Regions from separate parts of the Mus musculus genome. Here region 2 is linked to region 1. The links are chromatin contacts, called in public promoter capture Hi-C maps. All regions are on one chromosome and are shown on one strand. Each heading gives the region's core, a stretch centred on a gene start, on an enhancer-like site or on the middle of the called end of the contact. The rest is flanking DNA. Distances are from core to core; before and after follow the strand shown. Region 1 overlaps Usp3 (ubiquitin specific peptidase 3). Region 2 overlaps Rab8b (RAB8B, member RAS oncogene family).

Region 1 (4,136 bases), core at 727-3,226:
TGTGTGGAGGCTAGAGATCAATGTTAGGTGTTTTCCTCTAATACTTCCCACCCTATATTTTAATTACATTATTTATTTTTTTTCTTGTAAGTCACAGAATAACTTTTGGGGGTCAGTTTTCTCCTTCCACTGTGGGTTCCAGGGGTTGAGCTTAGATCATCAGGTGAAACCTGCTTAACAATTTTGGCAGCCCACCACCTTATTTTGTGAGACATGATCTTTTGTTGAACTTGAAGCTCAATGATTCAGCTGGACTAGCTGGCCAGTGAGTTCCAGAGACCTCCTATTTCTGCTGCCACCGATTTCTGCTGCCACCGTCCCAAGTGCCAAGATTACAAGCAGACTCCATTGTGTCCAGCTGCTGCTGCTTTTGTTATTGTTGTTTTTGTTTGTTTTTTTTCAAGACAGGTTTCTTTTTGTAGCAGTGACTGTCCTGAACCTAGCTCTGTAGACCAGGCTGGCCTCAAACTCAAGAGATCCACCTGCCTGTGCCTCCCTAGTGTTTGGATTAAGTGTGCACCACTACTACCGGGCCGTGCCCAGCTTTGTAAAATGTGGATTCTGGTGTTAAAATTCAGATCCTCATGCTTGAGAGGAAAGTATTTTACTGACTGAGCCATTTCCCGGGCCTCATTCCCTGTCTTCTTTGTCTGTTCTCTCCATTCCTCTGTCATCCATCTGTTTGCTCATCTGTCTGGATGTCTATTAATCTATCACTTTCTAGTGTATTCCATTTGTGAGTGTGTCACAGTTAATTGCAGCTGGTCTCCCAGGTGTGAAAATGTACGTCTAGAGTATTTTGTAGTTAATAATGCTACAAACTAATAGCTTTATACACAAAGTTATTATTATTATTATTACTATTATTGTTAGGTACCTTGGGGGATGAATAAATATTTAACTCTTTGTGTGAGTAGTAATGGATAAAAGATTTTATAATAATATAAAGGTGTTTGCATATCCTGTTTTCATTTCCTGAGGTTTTACTAAAATAAAATAGTCAAGGCTATTGAAATAATGCTTTGTTGAAATTATTTTTCTGACTGGAAAGCCTTGAAATCAGTAGGAAGTTGCCTTGGAAACATTCTTAGTTAAGAAATAACTACTCACATGGTTTGGGTCAAGGTTCATATTGAGCAGTGGACTGACTGTTCCTGATACATATTCTTATCAGTGCTGTTTCACCCTACCAGACCGCTGAGTGCCAGGTGTTTGGTGAGACTTCTTTTAATTTACATTAGGTTTCTCTGTTTTGCCTGTTACCTGGTGTTTCTTCAGGATTACAAAGTGACTGTAGTACAAGATAGTTTTGCATAGGCTAGAAATAAAGATTTCAACTTCTAGAAATGATGCTGATCCTCAGGGGCATGGTGTCTTAGAGTTTGAGAAATGTCCCAGTCCTCTAAGGTGATTGATGTCCTCAGGTCTCCTGACTCACATGCAGTGAAATAGGAGGGAAACCTGCTGCATTGCTGATTACCCAGCAAAAGACTGGTAGCATAGCTTCTCACTGGGACTGACATGAGTGGGCTACATATATATCCTGAGGTAGATGATCTCAGCTTAGGGTAGTCAGAGCTCTCAAAGCAGATCACCTCTGCCTCTAAGAAGTCTTCAGTTTCTGTGTATGATCCATGCAGCCTTGCAATTTTCTGTGTATCACATGGGAAAAGCTTGAAGGTGGGTCAGAACAGTGTCAAGTGTCCAATGCCTCTAAGGAAGTTGCTCTTAAAAGAGACTCAGGTGATAAGGTGGATAAGGAAAAACTGGACTATCTAGGGTAGAAGTTAAAGCTGCTGGTCCAGAAAAGTTGGTAACCATATCTTAAATCTGGGTGACTTGAAATCATTCCTATTCACTTCTTTGCTAAAATTAGTTAGAAATTTAAAACATTTTGAAATGACTTGACCTATAACCCCTAATAGATGTTGAAATATAGTACAGATCATATTAAGGTGGGTGTGGTAGCTAGCTCATGCTTCCAGTTTCAGCCTGTAGGAAGGTTAATGGAGGAGGTCTGAGTTAAGAGGCCTGCCGGAAGACTCTGTCTCAAACAAGAAAAAACAAACTTTATTCTATTTTTTTAGTCTGAACTTTGACATTTCCATTTGTTGGCATACTGATAATGTGTATTAACAGTGTATTAAGAATAATAGTTACCAGGCTGGAGAGATGGCTCAGAAGGTAAGGTGTCTGTCACACAATCATGAGGCTATGAGTTCAGCACCCACATAAAAGTTGTGTGTGGCCGTGCTAATCTGAAGTTCTAGTATTGAGGAACTGGGGTGGGTCTGAGGCAAAGTAAGTCCATGGTGCTCACCAGCTAACCACCTTAACCAAATTGGTTAGCTCCAGGTTCAGTGGAGACCCTATATTAATAGATGAGACAAAAGGGCTGGAGACATGGCTCAGTGGTTTAATAGTGCTTGCTGCTCTTCCACAGAACTGGAATTTGGTTTCCAGCACTAATGTTAGGGAACACTACTATCTGTAAGTCCAGCTTTAGGCTATTAAATAGCCTACCTTTTTCTGACCACTGTGGGATCCCTCACATATGTGGGGTGTGTGTGCTTGCTGCACATACACATTCCTACACAAATTTTTAAAAAATCATTAAGACCTACGTACTCAAGTGAATATGGTATGTATACACCCCCTACACACATCCCACATCATAAACAGCATATATACAAAGGTATATTTCAGTGGATTAGATTGGTGAACCAAGATCTAGTGTTTGTTCCACATACCTCTTGAGTTTGCTGTATTTCAGTGGTTCTGGTACTTAAGTTCCTTCAGCCCTTACGTGTTCATAATATGAATGGTTACCTGTGTGCATGTTGTGTGCCACATGCATGCCTGGTGCCAGAAGAGGGTGTTGGATCCCTGGAGTTAGGGATGGTTATGAACCACCAGGTGGGTGCTGGGAACAAAACTCCATCCTTTGCAAGAGCAGCAGCAAGTGCTCTTACCAGCTGAGCCATCTCTCCAGCCTCAGTATTTAAATGTTTATCCAATTAGCATCTTATTAAGGTGTTTAAATCTCTTTATATTATCTCTCAAAATGTGCTTCTAGATGTATTTTAGTTTCCTAAAGTATTTTGCTAGACATATATGATTTTGATTAGAACACTAAGATAGTTTTAACAGTTGTGCCAATTTTGGAATAAACTCATTAGAGTCATATTTTATTTCATTTAATGTGGCTTTGAATATAGTTTAGGTCAGGCATAGGGAGTCTTTTGTTGGCTAATTCTATCTGTGTTAGAAATTTCTCTGTGAAGATATGTTTTCAGCTGCAATTAAAAAAAATGTTTTCAAGACAGGGTTTCTCTCTGTGTATGTTGCCTTGGCTGTCCTGGAAATCAATTGTAGACCAGACTAGCCTCAAACTCAAGAGACTCACCTGCTGACCCACCTGCCTCTGCCTTCTGAGTACTGGTATTAAAGGCATGTATCCGACTACAGCTGCAATTCTTTTAAAGAGTGTAAGCTAAAGGAGTAAAAAAAAAAATCTTTTTTTTTTTTTCATTCCCTATACATGTGAGCATGTTCATTGCAGTGTATGTAATAGCCTCTGGCATTAACTCCTGACAGTCTTTTTATTCTCTTAAATATATTTTTCAGGTAGAAGAAACTGAGGCTTTAAGAAAAAGTTTTTGCTGTATCAGATTCATGTTTCTTATGAAGTCCTTAACATACTCATATGAAGTAGCTATGTCCTATCTAGTAGTGAAGAAGCAGGCCTGGAATCAGTTCTTGTAGGTTAAAGCACAACAGAATTAAAAAATGGTAGATTGTGGGTTCTAAAGTCCATGCTTGGATAGTTAGATATAAGACTTTAGCATGTTTTCTTGGAGTCTACAAAGTAATAATTAAATTCATGTGAAGACAACTTATTTTATTCCATATACTTTTTATATAAAAAGGAAGGGTTCTTTTGGTAGGGTTGGGGGTCATTGATCAATGCTTTTGCCTTGTTTAAACAATGCAAGCAAAAGTTCAGATCACTGTGTCTCCTGGTAAGAATCTTAAGAGAAGAATCCAATACTTCCTCAGAAATCTTGGGGTTCTGATTAGAATGTGGGCTCCTAATACTGGGAAAGCCTGGTATCAGACATTGCTGGATGTGGTGG
Region 2 (3,834 bases), core at 1,137-3,636, 310 kb before region 1:
AGGTCTGACGCCCTCTTCTGGAGTGTCTGAAGACAGCTACAGTGTACTTACATATAATAAATAAATAAATCTTTAAAAAAATACATCTATTGATTGATTGTGTCTATGTGTTGGTGTGGATATATGTGTATGCACAAGCAGTTGCCATAGCATGTAAATAGAGATCAGAAGACAACTAGGGGAAGTTGGCCTCTTCACTGAATGGGTTTGAGAATTGAACTCAGGTTGTTGGGGTTGGCAGCAGGCACCTTAACCCACAGAGCCATCTCACCAGCCCTAGTCCCTGGGCCTATATTAAGCTATTCAAAGAAGAAATACCTAGTATTTGGATCAGCCATGAATTGACTCACTTTTGCCTTTGTGATCTAGGAGTGACCTAGGTCAACTGTTTCTTTCCAGATTCTTTATAGTTTGAGTTAGTCCCTCCAGGGTGGAGTCTAAGAAGAAATTCTGGTAGATGACTTGAGGCAGAATTCTCATCCTTGGTGCAAGGAAGGGAGCTCAGGTGTGGAGTGTGGCAGGTATGAATTGGGACTTAAGCTTTACCCTTAAGATCTCCAGTCCCCAGTCCCCAGTCCCATGGCTCTACTCACCCTGATCCCTCCTGCCTGCAGTTTTTGACATTGCTATTAACCATTATCCAGAATGTTAAGTGAAAAACTGTAGATATAAACTGTCTATGAGTTTTAAATTACTTTTATTACAGTATAGTTATTCTCTTTTATTAATATCTTGCTATGCTCAATTCATAAGTTAAATTTTGTGATGTTTATATATTGGTCAGATACTTCTAGGTTCATGGTAGCATTCCATCATGATAAGCCCATTATATGTTAAAAGTGATTTTTAATAACAGCTGACCCTGCAAACGAACATCATGGTTTAGCTTAGCCTATCATTTTGTTTAATGAAGCCAAGTTGGAGTTTATTAAGACATTTTAGCAGAGATATAAGCAACAGGCATTAGCGGGGAAAGAGGTGCTTAGGAAAAGGACAGCACATGCCCAGGAGTGAGCACGAGCTGCTTCTTCTTCTTCTTCTTCTTCTTCTTTTTTTTTTTTTTTTTTTTTTGGTTTTCTCGAGACAGGGTTTCTCTGTGTAGCCCTGGCTGTCCTGGAACCTCCCGAGTACTGGGATTAAAGGCTAAGAGTTACATGGCCTGGCCCGTTTAAAATGTGGGCAGTCATATGACATACTATGTCTGCATCATAGTAAAGGGTGACTGTCTTCTGTGGTTTATTGCATGTCTGTATCTAAAGCCATCAGTGATACGGTATACTGGGAGTGCTTGCTCACATCCTCACAGCAGCCTCTCTGACAGCGAGCTGTATCGTGCTACTGGGTGCTGCTGCTGCCAGGTATCAAAAACAGGAAGCACCCCCCCCTAAAAAAAAAGACAGGAAAGGATCAGAATTCAAAATACCACTTCTATTGGGTACATATGTCTCACACTATGATGGTCAGGGGCTGTCTGTAGCTAGGGTTTGATACTGTCAGAGTTTTCAGGCATCCATTGACTTGGGATGATTCCCTCATGAGTAAAGGCTACTATGGCATCACACACAAGCTACTTAGCCTGTTGGAGTCTCAGGTTCTTTATTGCAGGGGATGAGAATGCCATCGATAATGCAGTTGCATCGTTTATGTCACTGTGCTCATTACACAAGTGATTTTGGCGTCAGAAGTTCATATTATCTGTAGGCTGACTTACTATAAATCAAAACCAATAGGTTTCTGTTGTTGTTTGTTTTTAAACATTATTCTTTATTTTTCTTCTACTTTGTTGAGAGCAGGGAACTACTGTGTAGTCCAGGCTAACCTCAAACTCATTGCCCTCTTGCTTCAACCTCCTGAATGCTGGGGGTTACAGGCATGCCCATCATATCTGGCTAATATTATCATTGTATATGTTTGATAATATTCAATTCCAGTGAATGAATCATCAAAACCCTTAGTGTATTTAGTGAGAATTTCAATCTTGACCCAGTGTAGTTCATCTGCTGGGAGGTTCATCTGCTGGGAGGTTCATCTGCTAAGGGGCAACGTGAACCGGGAAGGAGAATGAATACTATGTTGTCTTAAATTTTAAGTCAAATTTGTTTATAAACAAGAAGGAAAGTTTTCCCTTGCTATGCTTTCCATTTGTGACAGGCAGGTGACACTTGTTTAGTGCCACCTTTCGGGGAAATAGTCCTGCAGTAGCTTGTGCAAACAGCTTTCGAGCAGGCAGTTTGACATCGTAGCTTCCTCATCTGTCTTAGTTCCTGCTTCTGAAGACACCCAAGTGTGGAGCAGGCTTTGCAGCCAGCCTGGTGTTAGCCTGGAGCTGCTGAGCACCCAGCACTCTCCTTTGCAGTGTACTCGGTGCCTGGCTCAGTATCCGGCTTCTGGAGGTGCCCCAGTCTCTGTAAAGTGAAACCTTGACATTTGCCCTTTCATTAGTCACAAAAGCATGTCTTTTATATTTGCGTCAGCAAAACCTTCCTGTCTGCATCCTATGAAGCAGCCGTAGTGTGTTCCTGTCTGGTGTGCTGAGACCACTTCCCACTAAGGCTGCAAACTCTGAACAGGGCTAAGCCGGCCACTTCTCAACTTAAGTCTCAGTCTCTGAATGTCTGCTTAAAGCCTTTAGCCTGGAGGCCAGTAAATGTATATCGCTTACCCAAAGTAGATTGAATGTCAGCTTTCCAGAATGTGTGGGGTTTTTTGTTTGTTTGGTTTTGTTTTTGTTTTGTTTTTTGCATTCTTCTGTCATCCTCAGAATTCCTGCCGTCCTATGTTGGTGCTCTCCTGTTGCCCACACGCCCAGTACCATTTTCCTTCATGCTCTTTCTGCTTGCAGACCATTTACAGCTCTAGCCACACCATCATTGTGCTGTGTTTCTTAATGCCTTTGCATCATGGTCATGTGTGTTTCCCACCCTAATGACTGTGCTGGGCCAAACTGGGAGCATGAATATTGTGGCCACTAGATTAGGAAATCCTGCCCCAGGCTTGCCTGCGTACATCTTGAAATGACAGTGAGTCTGTGTCAGATAGTTGTGTTTGTTTTCTGTCACTAACTTAGGGTTCCAGTGCTACCAGAGCACCTTGGGTAAGCCACAAACTAGGAAAATGAGCTTGACATTGGAAATCAACTTCAAGTGCAGAGGTAACATTTTCAAGTGATGTTCCTTTTGCTTTCAAACAAACAAACAAACAAACAAACTCTCTCGACTGTATATATATGAAATCATTCTGGCTGTCTTCCCCAACAAGTAAAAGCTTAGAATTCTCCATGCTCTGCACCCATGAATTTACTTTAAAATAATATGTGTGCCTAGTTCTGTTTTGTTTTATTTTGTTTTAGGTTTAACATCCCCTTGTTATATGGAATCTTAGGAATAGAAAGATAAGCTAAAATATATCAAACAAGCCAGGTGTGGTTGCAAATGTAATTCCAGCACTCAGGAGGCTAAAGCATGAAGAACATGAATTTGAGTTTGAGATTGTCCAACCCCAACTCCTTGCCCCCATCTCCAAAACAAAACAAAACAAAATAAAACCAAAAACACCCCAAAGTAACTTTTGTCCTTTATGTGGAAGTTAAATACGATCCGCAGGCAAGCAGCTTTTAAAAGCCAAATGAATTCACTTTATCAAAGATTATACTGTTGTCTTCTTCTGTTCATAGCTGATTCGAGTAATTGGATAAATTATAGGATGGCAAACTTGGAATTATCTGAGCTAATCACAGCTAGGGATAGACTGGACGAATAGTGTCTACAGATGATGTCTGCGTGCATGGGTCCTTTCATACAGAAGCCACAAACCACAGATTCTGCAGGGAAGCTG

Evidence for each region. Capture Hi-C pulls out chosen DNA fragments and counts their contacts.
Region 2: a contact with region 1 is called in a promoter capture Hi-C map of adipose tissue. The contact joins two enhancer-like sites. A contact is called at or near these places in 1 of 39 promoter capture datasets (pre-B cells) and 2 of 9 other capture datasets (adipose tissue and liver).

What each region holds. Positions count from the first base shown.
Region 1 is chr9:66,573,076-66,577,211 of GRCm38.p6, reverse strand. The region is part of intron 1 of Usp3 (ubiquitin specific peptidase 3); the gene reads left to right. Among named protein-coding and RNA genes, the nearest start is that of Usp3, 18 kb to the left of the region's middle. Within about 2 kb of position 1,976, at least 17 of the 459 cell types and tissues checked have an H3K27ac peak or open chromatin away from gene starts, as enhancers often do. A contact at or near this core is called in adipose tissue, where this site is marked.
Region 2 is chr9:66,881,168-66,885,001 of GRCm38.p6, reverse strand. The region is part of intron 1 of Rab8b (RAB8B, member RAS oncogene family); the gene reads left to right. It overlaps Gm40528 (a long non-coding RNA gene), which reads right to left. Exons shown (of 3, transcript XR_870875.2): 3 at 1,099-1,384. Among named protein-coding and RNA genes, the nearest start is that of Gm40528, 17 kb to the right of the region's middle. Within about 2 kb of position 2,386, at least 114 of the 459 cell types and tissues checked have an H3K27ac peak or open chromatin away from gene starts, as enhancers often do. A contact at or near this core is called in adipose tissue, where this site is marked.